Linked DNA regions of Zea mays: region 2 is linked to region 1. The links are chromatin contacts, called in public Hi-C maps. All regions are on one chromosome and are shown on one strand. Each heading gives the region's core, a stretch centred on a gene start, on an enhancer-like site or on the middle of the called end of the contact. The rest is flanking DNA. Distances are from core to core; before and after follow the strand shown. Region 1 has its middle 29 kb from the start of LOC103632797. Region 2 holds the start of LOC100273030 (histone H2B.1).

Region 1 (7,823 bases), core at 3,423-5,922:
GAGACGTCAGCAAGGACTCGACAGCCTCGACAGCTGTCCTTCCGCCAGGCTCCAGCGCTCCTCCGACGGCCACGACATCACACGAACAGGGTGCCAAAACCTCTCCGGCTGCCACGACGGCATGTACTTAGGGCACTAGCTCCTCTCTACTAGACATGTTAGCACACTGCTACATCTCCCGATTGTACACCTGGACCCCCTCCTTACGCCTATAAAAGGAAGGTCCAGGGCCCTCTTACAGAAGGTTGGCCGCGCGGGGGAAGGACGAGACGGCGCACATAAGCCTCTCGCTCTCTCCCACGCGGACGCTTGTAACCCCCTACTGCAAGCGCACCCGACCTGGGCGCGGGACAAACACGAAGGCCGCGGGTTTCCCCTTTTACGCCTGCCTCCCTCCGGCTTTCTCCCCCCTTCGCGCTCCGTCTCGCGCCGACCCATCTAGGCTGGGGCACGCGACGACAATTTACTCGTCGGTCCAGGGACCCCCCGGGGTCGAAACACCGACAAAACTATAATAAAAATACTAGAAAATAATATTAATCCATATGGTTATATTGATCATTAAACACCAAAACTCAATAATCAAATGGGCCTCATCCCATTTTTCTTATAGAGCCTTGAACCCTTCAGGGCCCAAGGCCTCCCATAGGGACAAGGGACTTTATACGGAAAAATATAATCATATCCATAAGACAAAAGGATGTGCCTCGACCCACCAAGGGCATTACGACTCTATGATAGGGAACCCATGTATAGGGCATACTGGCAGATCCATAGTGCTGGCATATAGAATAACTCTCCAATAAATAGATTAAATGTACGCTGAGTGAAATTATAGCATGACAAGCACATTGTCACCATGATATTGGTAGCGATGTACTCAAGGCTACTATTTTGTAAATGCATCGACCCTGTGGTCATGCGTGGTCATATTAGTACCATAAAGTATTACCAAAGTACAGAAGGCTACACTAACTACCAACTATGTCATATCCAATGTCACGATCCCCGGTATCTATGGAAGCGACATAATATACCTAGTAGCAGAGGACAAAGGAAAACTAAGGTATGGTTAGATAGTAGGGAAAAAGAAAAAGGTACATGCAGGGCTTGTTAGCAAGAAAATGCGATAATATTGGGCACCCAAGAATCGAACACGCAACATGATGCCTCATGCGCTAAAGTTTAACCATTGCACCAAGGAATGTATGAGCATTCTTAAAAGGAATGTATTTACAAAGGAATGTATGAGCATTTTAAAAATTTAAGTATGGTTGCTGCCATACTGCGCCATAATGGCTTATCCACTGCTGAATATACCTGCCCCTACAGTAGGTATGGCAGTCATACAAAAACATTCCCAATAATATGATATGACCGGAGGCATTGGCTCTACGTATGACTTCGTAAGCAGGAAAAAACATAGTAGTTGGGTCTTAGCCAGTCAGACCTAAGGTCCAACTGATATAACCTCTCTCTTCCCTTGCTCTATAAAAGGAGGAGGAAAGTAACATTTAAGGGATTACGAAAGTCGGGTCAAGGTAGATTCCAAAAAGGTTCAGTTCAAAGTTAGATTCGGTCTATATAGAGGTCATGCATAAAAGTGAATTAAGACCAACAGGCTAGAACTTCCATAAGAATCATAAGGTAAGGGGATCTAGAAGGTTGTGATGCTCAGTTTAATTGTGAGCTTATGATCCGTTTCGCTTTTGTATACATCAATCGACGAGTAATAAGAGGACGTAGTGTACTCTAACCTCTCTCGCATGATGGTTCTCTGTCGGGACTCGATTCAACACGTCGCTCGTCTACACCTCGCTCTCTCTAAATCTCTCTTTTCCATACTTTGTGTATCTGGTGTCTGTCCACAACAATAATTATAGTCTAAGGGGGTGTTTGAATATACTAGAGCTAATAGTTAGTTGGCTAAAAAATGCTAGTAGAATTAGCTAACTAACAAATACCGAGCTAACTATTAACTAATTTACTAAAAATAGCTAATAGTTGAACTATTAAGTACGGTGTTTGGGTGTTTTTAACTAATTTTAGCCGCTAACTATTAGGTCCAGTACATTCAAACACCCCTGAATACGTTCTTCTTTTAATTAGAATCGGCAGGTTCTCAATTCGATTCTCTATTTTTTTTGGGAAAAAAAAACTTCCAGTATCATTGGGCTCCAAATGGTGATCACAATACTCCTAGGAGCATATTAGAGCAAGACAGCCACACCCTTTGACGGCTTGGGTGACCATTTGAATGGTTCCTTGTCGATTTGTTTATGCAGCCTGTACTCCAACTAAACCGAGGACATCGAGGCAAACACACTTCTGGACGCGGCGTTACATTGGCAGGAAAAATTAGTAACGGCATCACCAAGCATATCGCGATCCTAAGTTGCTGTCTGCGGGCTGTAGCCAAGTTGATTTGATGGACGACGAAAGGACGATTTGGACAAAGATCTCAAGTTGCAGGGCATGGAAGATTCTTCTGGCCCTTATCCATACCATACGGTCTACACTATCCCCCCTGACGTGTTCTAGGTCGTGATCGTACCACTCTTAACAGTCTAAGTAGGAGACAGGGGGCTGAAACGCTGTCAATTGATCCAAGATAAAGCTAATGGTCCGCATCAAAGATAACGCAAATAATAATGTCAAATTTTGGATAAGGTTTTTATGGCCTTTCTTCTTCTGAGACGTGCGGTTGGATGGGTTGGCAAATGACCTGCAAAGATCGATCCACATGGCATTCCATCGTATTGACGGTCACCGATTCACCTAGGCAGATTTTTTTAATTTTTTTTTGCACCCGTGAACTATAATTGCGTTGACGACCACAATAAAGGTAAGGGGATCTAGAATAACACACATTTTTTCTAGATCCCCTTACCTTATGATTCTGAACGTTGACGACCACAATGAACCAGTGAACTTCTTTGATATGATCTGTAACGCTAGATTAGCTAGGCGCCCGTGCATTCTACTGCTTCTATAAAAATGTGTGTTATATTGGTTATATAGGTGTGAATGTAGAGCCAACAAACAAGTTTCAAACCATCACTTGTATACAATGTAGGGGAGAAAAGGGAGTCTATTTATCGGCAACGACTGTTATGCAAACAATCCTTCTGTACAAGCGTGCAAACAAACCATCTGATCCATTAGATTATGATCCAACCACAGAAACAATCATGGTTTGTTATGAGTTTTTTTTTATAAAGATTATTGAGCTGGTGGTGGAAGAGTTTAAGTGTTAAATGTGACCTAAGGTTGGATCACGATCTAATGGATCAGATTGTTTGCTTGTACGTTTGCACAGAAAAACTGCTTGCATAGCAGTCGTTGCCCTATTTATCTGCGTGATGAAAACTGAAGGTTCTGCTTTTATATTTTTGAGCTTCCGCACGGTCTGCTTTTATATTTTATATAGGTCCGTGATTCTTTTTTATAGCATGACCCACGGACCTATTGTTTGGTACTACTACATGTTTGTGCCGCTCTCCCCTTCAACGAGCAAGAAAAGGGCGATGTACAACGCAGCGTGTGGACTTCACGGAAGAATGAGGAGCGTTTGCTATCCGTACAAGAATGAGGAGCACAACCCAACCCAGATCCTTGGATCGGAGTCAACAAGGAAGGCCCGAACAGAAGTGCATGGAGAAGACGACGCCTAATTAAAACTGGAGCTTAAAACTAAAAGCGTGGATCCCGAGATCATTTCTTCCTCTGTTTCAGGTACAACCATGAGGTCTCAGCGCTCGATGCATAATAAGATTAGTCTGAAGAATTCGAGACGTTGAGTGAGCGACGACCACAGCTAGCCAATCAACGATGCACTTGACGGAGTGAGCTGATGCAGCTGCTGGTAGTCCGTCCCGGCCGCTTTCTTTCACCACCTGAAGTTGAAGAACGTAGTAGTATGTGCCAAAACCTCCGACGATAAAGCGCTAGCTGCGCGTTTCTACTTTCGAGGCCTCTTGAATACATCCTCGATCGGCGCAGATGCAGGCCGCTAACTGGTGAAGCAAGCACATGACACATGAGACTGAGAGAGGCAGCTGGGCCTGGGCCTGGACCATCCCATATTCCCATGATCGATTCCGCCGCTCAAGCAGCTACGAACGGGTACTCCTGCAGTCCTAGCTGTAGCGTGGGCGCAGCCGCAGCCGCGCGTGGCGAATCAGAATCATGCACGGCTGCAGCCTTCACAGCTCTCTGCATGCATTGCACCCGGCAGCAACGCAAGATGCGATGCCAATTGCCCACAGGCCTCAGGAATGACGAGCAGAGCAGCTAGCTAGCTAGCTAGGCACTAGCCACCAGGCAGGCAAGCCGTCAAAGATCTCATGAGCCGATCGAATCGAATCGGATCTCCGTCTCCTGGCCGATGATGATGAATGGGGTGGCGTTCTGTTAACACAGACCAGAGCAACAACACGAGTCGGCTCGGGCGTACGTGCACGGACGGCCTGAACGACGACCGGGACGACAACAGGAACGAGACAGAAACGGCCACGCGGCGGCGGAAAGCCAAGCAAGCCCCAGCCTCTCGACCGCCGCAGCTGCTGCTGGGTCCGACCGGACCGAATCTATCGGTCAGGCACTCAGCACAGCAGCAGCGATACAGTGGCAGAGAGTAGGGACAGCGTAGCTGAGCGCACGGCGTCAGGACATCGGATCCCTTTACGCATTGATGGCCCAGGGCACTGTGTCCTGTCCTGTCCTGGTGTGGCAGACTAGGCTGAGGCTGCCCCTGCCGGCATGCAGGTCCAGAGGAATCGGCCGGGCCGCCAGAGCACGGCAGGGCGGCAGCGGCTTTCCCGGCTGCCGCCTGCCAGTGCCAGAGCCGCGTCCCGTGGCCCAGCCACACCAGCCAGCCGCCCAGCCTGCCGCGCCTGCCCGGAAATACGGCTGTGGTGTCTCGGCGCCTCCTGCGCCGTGCACGCTGCCGAGCCGCAGTCACGTCGCTCGCGCTCGGGAGGCGGCGAGGAAGGGTCGCGTCCAGGCGTCGCGTCGACCAGTCATTACGCTCGGGTCTCGTCGGGTACGGTCGTCACGAATCCAGCGTCTTTGACTCTGACAGTGTGGTCCTCCGGTTCTCCCACGGAGATACTTGGCGTACTCTTTGTTTACTACGCTTTCGTCGAGGGAGAACCCCACAAAATAGAGCTAATTCGGCAAACAACACCGGTAATCCAAGTATTCACGGTATAACAACTTCAGGCACTAGGAGCAGTCAGAAAACCACACGCCTCGTCCTTTCCCGTCCCTTCTGATTTTTTTTCTATCGCTTGCCCCCAAAACCAAAAGACTGAGTTGGCCCCTCGTCTCTCCTGTGGCCCCTTTCCATTCTTGTTCCGTTCTTCTACCACCAAACGCCAACATAACCCTAGGTACATGGCTGGCGCGCGGCGGCGGTGGCTGATTAGCACTTCAACCACAAAATCCCCTCAAAAACAGACAGGATCAGAAGTGAGCGGCGATGGAGATGAACAGCTTCAACAAGATGATGGGGGATGATCCCATCTTTCAGCGCGGGTGGGGAAGGGCACAGACACAGCATGGGAGGCGGTACAATGGTCGGCAATGGGATCACAGGTCTCAGCTTGATGGAAATTACAGCGCGCATTCGTAGAGTGAGTTCCACATCTTAATCCCAATGTTGAGTCTGGTTTTGTAGTTCATCCATAGAGTGATGGGTTCTAATTTTTTGTTAATATTCCTTGGTTGGTACGCGTAGGAAAGAGCACATGTTCAGCCTGCGCGCTGCAATTCCAGCTTATACGGCTATTCTTGAAGACGGGCGGTAAGGTTGAGATGGAGGGTAAAAACCATGTTTTGTCAGTGAATGTTGTGGGTGGCTACTTAGTCAAACATTTAATGGATGATCTTGCAAGCAGAACAGTTTGGGGGGGAATTGTCAAGAGACGATATGCTGGTTTTGGGATCATCGAGAAAATAAGTACCTACAACAGATTATCGCAAACACTGATCTTGACAACGTATTTCAGATGCATTGGACAAGTAAAGTGCTAACATTGGTTGTACAATTTGAACTGAAAACCGGGTTATGTGAGGAGCATATCGGTATTGTTCGAAGAAGGATTTCTTTGTTCAAGAGAGACCAAGAGTATGTTGCAGGGACTATTTTCTTTGTTCGTAGTACTACATCATCAGCATGGGAATTTGTGTGATATTTTTGTGATCCATGTAGATTAGTAATTCTTTTGAGATGCCTCGACAACTAAGGCTTTGTTCGTTTACAACAATCCAGCTCTGATTGGAATTAAATCCATACCAAAATCCATGCTCCAAAATAATCCAAGACTACTTAATTATTTTTATTCGGTTAAACCCATCATGGAATATAACCCAAGAGTTTGGAAATTTTTTAAACTATGGAAGACATGGATTCTATCCATAGCTCATTAGGTATGGAACAAATCCATAAAGATATTGCACACGTTTACATTAGAATCCATGGATCAAAAGAATTAGTAGCTTTGATAGACACATGGATTAGTTGATGGATTTAATCCCACCATGGAATTGGGTGTGAGGTATGGATTCACTCAATCCATAACTGGATTAAATCCATGATGGGATTTCATCCCATGTAACCGACAATCCCATGTAACCGAACAAGGCCTAACTTGGTTGAGATCCAACTTACCTTTCTTTTTATTAAGCATGTCGATGCTTCTTTGATCTAAAAGACCCTTTAGTTTTTGTTGTAATGGCTCATCTAATACCCAGTTTAGAAATAATAAGAAAAAGGTTGATCTCATCAGGTGTTTTGTCTTCTACTCATTATCACTTGGGAATAACCATACTTAGAGTGAATAATTAGCTAAGGATATCAAAAGATAATTTATGCATCATGCTGGAGTTTATGTGTTTGTGCATTTAATACTAATAATATTAATAGAATTATATATTAAGGCCTAAAATGGGGATTTAATCTAATTTGTAAATTAGGAAATTTGAAATAACATAGGAAAAAGGAAAGAGAGAAATACTATACAAAACAAAAATAAATTTATAAATAAATAAATTTATCCCATACTATGTTTAGCTTGAACATTTAATGTGAATACAAACTTGCCACAAAAATTTGATTTTAAATTGGAATTGCAGTTTTGAATTTGGAAAGAAAGAAAATAAAATAAAAAAGAAAAAGAAAAAGAAGGAAAAGGAAAACTGGTGTTGGGCCCAATTCCTTGCCTGGCCCACCTAACCACTTCTCTGTACAGCCCAGCTAACCAAGTGGCACCGACACGTAGGGCCCACCGGTCAGCCGCTCTCTCGCGCTCGCTCCCCACCCTCTCACTGGTTTGCGGGCCCACACGATCGCGTGCATCTTCTGTGCGCGCACTACCTGGGCGTCTCACCGACTGTGGGCCATCGCGGTCAGCGGAACCTCCTCTCTCCCTCACAACAGAAACACCGCGCATGCGGAGGTGCGACGTGGACGCGGGAGTCCCTTGCTCCATCACAGATCGTGCTATTCCTATAAGGTGTAACGGGGGTTCCGGGTCTCCTCCTCTCCCATCTTCGCTATCTTCGCTGCGCAATCGCGACCGTGTGGGGAGCTGATCGGGAGTGAGCGGGCCGACGGCGTAGGGAGGTTGTGGACGTCGACTTCGGTCGTACCTACTGAGTCCGCATGTGGCCGTGGAGAAGTCGTCGTCAATCGGGGAAGGCGCGAGCACCGTCTGCGGGCGGAGTTCTGACTGAATTCTCGGGCGAATTCCTCGCCGGAGTGCCGTCACCGCTGCGGGATCCGCATCGTCGTGGACACCGCTTCCGAAGTCGCATCCGCC
Region 2 (7,823 bases), core at 2,125-4,624, 69 kb after region 1:
TTTTCGCCGCCGCGGCGCCACCGTCCACTGTGGTGGCAGGCTATCGGGGGAAGAAGGCGCACTGACCATTGATCCTTCACGCGATCAATTAGGGTCGTAGATCTTAAATCCGATGAGCGCGAGTCGATCCCGGTTATGTAGAACGTGGATCGTTGATCGCTGATTCGGTGGTCGGAGCTGTGTACCGCTTTTCCTCCCTCGGCGGTCTAATCCTGGCGCTCCGTTTGGGATCGGTCGACGAGCTTTGCGCGATAACGCTTCGCTGTGGCGAATTTGCTAAAGAAACCCCGAGAAAAGCAGTAACTAACTCGCAGTCCATCCCGGGTATGAACTGAGTTTGGGAACTTTTGTGGGTTCAACCTCGAGCTATTCTGTATTACTGTGCGCAGTCCAGATGTCAATGAAAACTGAATAAGTAAATACAGAAAATACTTTCTAGTATAAAATTAAATCTAGAAATTGTTTAATCCGTAGAAAATTCATCTTAGCTTTTTTACTCCATTCTAGTTGCAATAATTTGGTATTAATATTGTTCATCACTTAGTAACTTTGTTTAGACATGAAACATAGACTAAAATTGTTTACTTAATTTATCCTGTACCAAACACTTAATAACTTCGGAAAATCGTAACTCGATAACCGTAACTCCGAATTTAGTGATTTTTTCCTATGATCTCGTTACAATGCGTAGAATATTATCATGCATTATGTTCTATTGTTTGGTGTGATGTTAATTTCTGCTATCCTGTGCTTGTTTATATTGTTGCGAGTAGACGAGCAAGCCATAGAGGATCCAGGTGTCCAGCAAGTGGTGACTGGTGAGTAGGAGCTCATTGAAGCCAAAGGAAAAGCATTTGAAAAAGGGGGAGAATCTTTCAAAACATAAGAATGCCTTTGAAAATTATATTCTTATACCACTGGCTAATTGCAAAAGAATTTGAAAAGACTTTTCTAAAAGATTTGCAAAAACAGCCTAAGTGGTGCAAATGTGGTCCAAAATGTTAACTATTTCAAAACAATCATATATACTTAGAACTGCTTTCATTTCAAAGTAACTTATGCACATTGTCAAAATGCAAACTAGCTACATTTATATACTTTGTATTTGCTTTGGTTTGTGTTGGCATCAATCACCAAAAAGGGGGAGATTGAAAGGGAAATGGACTCAACCATCTCCTATAATCGATTTTGGTGTTTGACGACCATCACAAAGCTTATGGACTAACTAGTTTGCCTAGTTTATCTTTTCTCAGGTGCATAAAGTTCATATACATATGCAAGAAAAATGGACCCTAGGCCATTTGGCTAAAGGCATTTTGGTGTTTGATGAGCAACACAACCTACGGACTAATGAGTGTGCTAGTGTTTATGTTTGTAGTTCACATGATGTGAAGATAATTGGACTAAGGCCATGAGGATGCAACACCTCAGAAAGAAAAGACATAAAAAAGCATAGAAGTCCAACACTCAAGAAGAATAGAAGCCCAAAAGAATCAGCGAAGAAATCCAAGAAAATGGATGTGAAGATAATCGGACTAAGGCCATGAGGATGCAACACCTCAGAAAGAAAAGACATAAAAAAGCATAGAAGTCCAACACTCAAGAAGAATAGAAGCCCAAAAGAATCAGCGAAGAAATCCAAGAAAATGGCAGTCAACCAGCGCTGGTGATGCACCGAACATTGTACAATAACATATCCGGTATGCACCGGACTGTCTGGTGGGACACCGGGCAGCCTGCACAGAGAGGCCCACTACGGGGGCTCTCGGGCTGTGGCACCAGATTGTTCGGTGTGCACCGGACAGTCTGGCAACGGTCGGATCCAACGGTCGACTACCGCGGACCTCAACGGTCGGCTGACGTGGCTAGGGCACCGGACTGTCCGGTGTGCATCGAACAGTCTGGGTAGTGGTCGGATCCAACGGTCGACTGCTACAAACTCCAACGGTCGGCTAAAGTGGCAGGCACCGGACAATGAATACTGCTCTGTCTGGTGCGCCTGTCGACAGAAAACTGCTACTTGCTGTCCAACGGCTATAAATAGAGTTGGAGTCTATAAATACCCCCAACCACCTCCATTCATCACATTTAAGCCTTCCACTTTCACACATTCAATACAAGAGCAAAAAATCAATTCCTAGACACGTTCAAAGCTTCCAATCTCCTCAAGTGCGACAATTAGGACAAGTGATCATTAGTGATTAGTGACTTGAGAGAGTGTGATTCGTTTTTCATTTGGTGCTCTTGTTGCTTGGCTTTTTAATTGTGCTTTCTTCATCTTCTTCTAAACTCTCTAAGTGACTTGTAAAGCTAGCAAGAGACAACTAAGTGTGTGGTGATCCTTGTGGGGTCTTAGTGATCCTTGATATTAAGAAGCACTCAATCGCTCTAAGTGATCGATTGAGAGAGGGAAATAGTTGAAAAAGAATCGGCCTCCGTGGTCTCCTCAACGAGGATTATGTGTTCATTTGTGTTGATCATCACCGTTCGATTTGATTCTTGCCCTCCCCTCTCTCTAAGTTCTCTTGCTCACAATATTTTGAGTTTGCTCTCAAAGTCATATGTATTAATTGAGTAACTCATAGCAAGAACTCTTTTTCGCACTCCACATTCATTATAATTTTCTTTCTAATCGTAACCCCGGGTGAAGTTCGTGTTCAAAGTCTATAATTTATAGGTTTCGCCTATTCACCCACTATAGTCTATAGACGACTTTCAGTATACACAATTAGGTCCAGTGCCCCAGTAATGGGTTGTATGTCTTCCTTTCAAGGGTGAACACTGCTTGCAATGAAGGTTCCATAGTCCAACCGATTACCAAGTCAAACGTTCATACGCGTGGTCAAATCTGTAGAAAATGGTTTCAACATATATAGCTTCAAAAAACATCTCATAACTAATCTAATTGCAAAATTTAGTATTTTTAGATTTGGTTAAGTTTGAAATTGTTTTTGATCGCTTAGAAAATGATGATTATAGTCTTTTCATAACACGGGAAGTATTATGTTGGATCTAATGTGAAACTGTATTCTTGTTGAAACTGTATTCGTGTCAAAATACAAGTGCAATAAAAATCATATACAAACAAACTAAAAAATTTTCCCTCTCTTTTACATCAGTTTTTTTCAAGTTTCAATTGCACAAAATCAACCGCCAAAAGAAAGACCGTCCGAGCTCCCAGTTCCTTCCGTCTCTATGGAGGCTCCACTCCAACCACGTCAGTAATCCACGGCAAAACAATCCTCACCGTCCATTTTGGGATGGCTCCAACGCATCTCGCCCCTCCACGCCATCAATCCGCGGCACATGCCGCTCCACCAATCAGCGCCCGATGCTCCGTTCTACAAATACACCGCAACCCTCTCCGTTTCTTCCTCACAGCCAAGGAAATCTTCCGTTCTCAAACCAACCTAGGCAATTCGCCGCAGCCTCTCACCCTCGCGAGTCCCGACCTCCCGCAGCCGCCGCACAGATGGCACCCAAGGCGGAGAAGAAGCCGGCGGCCAAGAAGCCCGCGGAGGAGGAGCCCGCGACAGAGAAGGTGGAGAAGGCTCCGGCGGGGAAGAAGCCCAAGGCCGAGAAGCGCCTCCCGGCGGGCAAGTCCAAGGAGGGCGGCGAGGGCAAGAAGGGGAAAAAGAAGGCGAAGAAGTCCGTGGAGACCTACAAGATCTACATCTTCAAGGTGCTGAAGCAGGTGCACCCCGACATCGGCATCTCGTCCAAGGCCATGTCCATCATGAACTCCTTCATCAACGACATCTTCGAGAAGCTCGCGGCCGAGTCCGCCAAGCTGGCGCGCTACAACAAGAAGCCCACCATCACCTCCCGCGAGATCCAGACCTCGGTGCGCCTCGTCCTCCCCGGCGAGCTCGCCAAGCACGCCGTCTCCGAGGGCACTAAGGCCGTTACGAAGTTCACCTCGTCTTAGGATCCTTGTAATGGTCATGTGGGCGTCGGCGGTAGGCGTGGCTCAGTTTATGTGATACTGCTAGCGATGGATGATGATGATCTGCGTGTAATTGAATTAAAGAATTGTGCTGATCTTTCTACAACACTGTTCCACATCACTCGTTGCCCGCCAGTGAGCCGCCAATTACATGTGCAAATCTACATCAACTTTCTGAAAGAAGCTAGTTACTTGAATTTTTTTGGTTGCATTGAAAACATGAAATCTTTAATGCTTAAAAAAGTTAGAAATTGACATGGTCGATCGAATTTCTAGACAGTGTAGTAACCAACTTGCACTGGAAACTTGAATATGTAGGAGAATCTGTGGCCTATTGATGATGATGTCATGGACATGGCTATAATGCTACTCTAGAACTCCGATCGTCCAGATGCTGTTTCAGAGAAACATAGCTAACTCAATTGTGCTTTAGCGTTGCCAGCAGTGTTTCAAAATTTTCAAAACGGTTGGGATTTCCCCTGAGAAGTTGCGTGCCACTATTGTTCTAGGCTGCTACCAGTGTTATCAGGCATTGCATCCGAGAACTTGTTCTTCAGTTTGCTGGCACCTTCTACATTCTTAGATTCTTCGGAGAACGAGGTATGGATTCCAATCCAGCAGCAAAAATGCACAAAAACTATGCTGTTTAGGTTACTACAAGATTCAGGTATCTGAGTACAAAACTGGCTTGCTAACGGAACAGGCTTGAGGTTGTTCAATCCGATAAGGCCATGTTTGGGAACAAAGTTTTTGAAAACCACAGTTTTTAAAATACTACAGTATACTTTAGTCATAACAATACCGCAGTTTACAATACCGCAGTTTTGAAAAATAAGGTCTAGACCTAAGTTTAGAATACCTTAAAACAATTATACTATTTGCAATACTTTAGTTTTGAAAGCAGAGATTTTAGCCAGCTTGCCAAACACCATTCTGTATATAATACTGTAGTATTTGAGAATACTGCAGTATTTTTTTAAAACTGTGAAAAAACTTCACTCCCAAACAATTCACTGACAGATCGAGAATATCAATGTTTTTTAGTATCTTAAAGGCTCGTTGGAATTGTTCCTTCAAAGTTATTGTTGGGTGGAGCTATGGAGGTATGAGGCCTGACAGACTATTGTTATCCAAAGCTAATTAAACCAAGTTCAGTAGCCGTCCAATGCAACATGGAAAAACTCTGGACATGAACGTGTGCCCTATCTCTAGTACGCTTAAGGTTGACAAGGTGACCAATGTCCGAGGGAGGGGGTGCATACAGTGATGTTATTGTAACCTAAGAATATGTTTGTTTCGCTCGTAAATTATATAAGTTGGATTATTCTAAAAAGATAGTATGATAAAATATCACTTTAGAAGCATTAAGAAGTTGAAATAAGCTATCTAATGTTAGTTTATTTTAGCTTATTTATTATCCAAAAATCATATTTTATTCTGATACATTTTCACCGTAATCTAACTTATATAATCTACTAGGTCTGTGCCCGTGCGTTGCCACGGTACTAAAATTTATATAAAACATAGATACGAAACGACAAACATCACTATGATATGTAAAATATGTGTGGCAAACATTATTAATATCACATAAATTATTTCTAAGGAGTTAATATAGAACTTTTAATGACAGACAAATATATCGACAACCGTACACTAATCTAATCCTTTTTAACGATATTGATAAGTCTCTGTATTTAGAAACATAGGTATAGAACATCTTAATTGCAAGAGAACGTGCAGCAGTATTGGTTCGCTGGTTAAGGAATCTCGGGGATACAGCTCAAGGTATTGTTGGGAGGAGAGCATCAGGAGTGGAGCACTACTCTATGCTAGAGGTAACTGCTGCTCGTTGGAGCCTTGGTTTAGAGTCCTGTGTATGGCTCTGATAGTGTTTGGAGTTGTCCTGTAGCAGCTCCCGATAAGCGTAGCCCCATCTATGCACCATTCATTTACATAAGAAACAAAATCACCATCTGATACACCAGTGGATTCCTGCACATCATATGAAACTTCCGGAGCTTAGGCCCACTCAGGCTTATTGTCACATACTAAATTTGAACAGTTTAGGAGACAAACAAATTCAGTAGGTAGCACCGTAGCAAGATACTTGCAAAGTTAGGGGGGCAATGTGTTTCACAAATTCATGTGGAAAGAAACAGCAGGAAACATGTAAGTGCATTTTTAGAATATCATACATTCATATGTTTCAGTAATGGCAATGAGTGATGATACTACTATGACTAATTATTATATACTGAAGATTAAGTACTAACCTGGCTCGCGCCCATGTTTGAGTTGCAATGTGAAAACCTTTCCCTTAGACCCTGAAACAAAGGATTCAGAGAAAAATATGAACACTGGGAATAGAGGAAATGGTGGTAGTGGCAGCATGGTAGCATGTCACAGAGGGAAACAAACCTGAAGGCGCACAACATGACTGTAGAAAGAGTGCATTGTCCTCCTCCTAGAAATTTGTTAATAAAGAATAAACCAAGGAATTAGAATTAGATAGAAACTAAGTACACAACATAGTGGTACAATTCCCAGTTCCCAGTTTTTTTATTTATCATCTGAAGATAATATCTCATTCCTGACTGGTAACAGGCATTTAACAAACCTAAAATTTGGTGTTCACTTATTGGCATTTGAAAATGATAAAGGACCAAGTAAGATATATAGTTGGTGATGCCTTTAAGGTAAGGTTTATGACGTTCAAATATGCATCTAACTATTGAAATGGTTTCTGTTGACATTGAATGTTGTGAGGTACAAGTAATTCGGAGTTCAAACTATGGTCCCATTTTATGGTCTTATAATGACTTCTGCTACTGTCAAATGATGGTACATGGGCTTCTCTAAATGTCTAAATAGACTGATTAGTAATCCTGACATTTTTTGACATGGACTGTTTGTTGAACCTTACTTCAGATTATCAATAGGAGTAGAGTAACAACTTAACATTGACATGCATGCCAAAGGATAAACCACAGAACATAGGTGATAAATAAATAAATAGCGAAATGTATCAATATCAGTCATAGGATGCCATAGAGAAACATACACATCAAGGAAAAACCCGCCATCCGCGAGAAACTTAACCCTAGAATCCTTTGGTAGCAGCGCACAAAAGAATCATCGTGCATGTAAGTGGCTAGCCCACCAGCAGAGCATCCTGTTAGGAAAGCCTAAACCTAAAACTTATATCCTTTCTACACAGAGAGAGAAGATGCCAAACCTCAACAACTGAGGTTATAGTGATTCCTTTGATCTGCCAGAGATTTATATACATGAAATACAACAGATCTGTAAATAGAAATTAGTAAATTCTAGAATGGTTTAAAAAAGTCTTCAACACTGAGTTCCACCATTTCATCAGAAAAGGCACAGTTTTAATCAAATAGCAAGCTTTTTTTGAGGAATCAAATAGCAAGCTTAATACAGTCAAATAGCAAGCTTAATACAATCAACTCTTGTGTATAAAATCAGGTTATCAATTTATGAGGTATATGGTAAGATAAATAAATGGCATTGATGAGCTTAGTGATAAATCATTTCTGAAAATGACCTATTCTGATTGTTCAAAAACATGCATGCAGAATTGCAGATCACGTCACCCTTCAGCATAAATTTATTGCAGCCAGAAACTCTCATCTACAAGCACTTCATAATGGTTAATGAACCAGCCACCATGACCATGCACATTCAACAAAAAATAGTTTACATTCGAGTTGCCTAAAAACAAAAGGCTCTCTCCCAACCATAACTTTTCTCTAAATTAAACAAAAAGGGCCAAGATCTAGAAGCATCAGCAAGGAGAACTGAGATCTAGAAGCGGACGGATCGAGGGGCTCACCGGTTGGTCAGCGTCTCTTGT

What was found. A called contact is a pair of places that touch in the nucleus more often than the background predicts.
Region 2: a Hi-C map of leaf shows a contact between it and region 1, with 4 times the contacts expected there. The contact joins the promoter of LOC100273030 here to the enhancer-like site in region 1.

The regions. Positions count from the first base shown.
Region 1 is chr7:125,036,354-125,044,176 of Zm-B73-REFERENCE-NAM-5.0, forward strand. No RefSeq gene overlaps it. Among protein-coding and RNA genes, the nearest start is that of LOC103632797, 29 kb to the left of the region's middle. Within about 2 kb of position 4,673, at least 19 of the 20 cell types and tissues checked have an H3K27ac peak or open chromatin away from gene starts, as enhancers often do. A contact at or near this core is called in leaf, where this site is marked.
Region 2 is chr7:125,106,696-125,114,518 of Zm-B73-REFERENCE-NAM-5.0, forward strand. It overlaps LOC100273030 (histone H2B.1), which reads left to right and starts at 3,375. Exons shown (of 1, transcript NM_001147479.2): 1 at 3,375-4,223. The coding sequence starts at 3,473. The coding sequence ends at 3,928.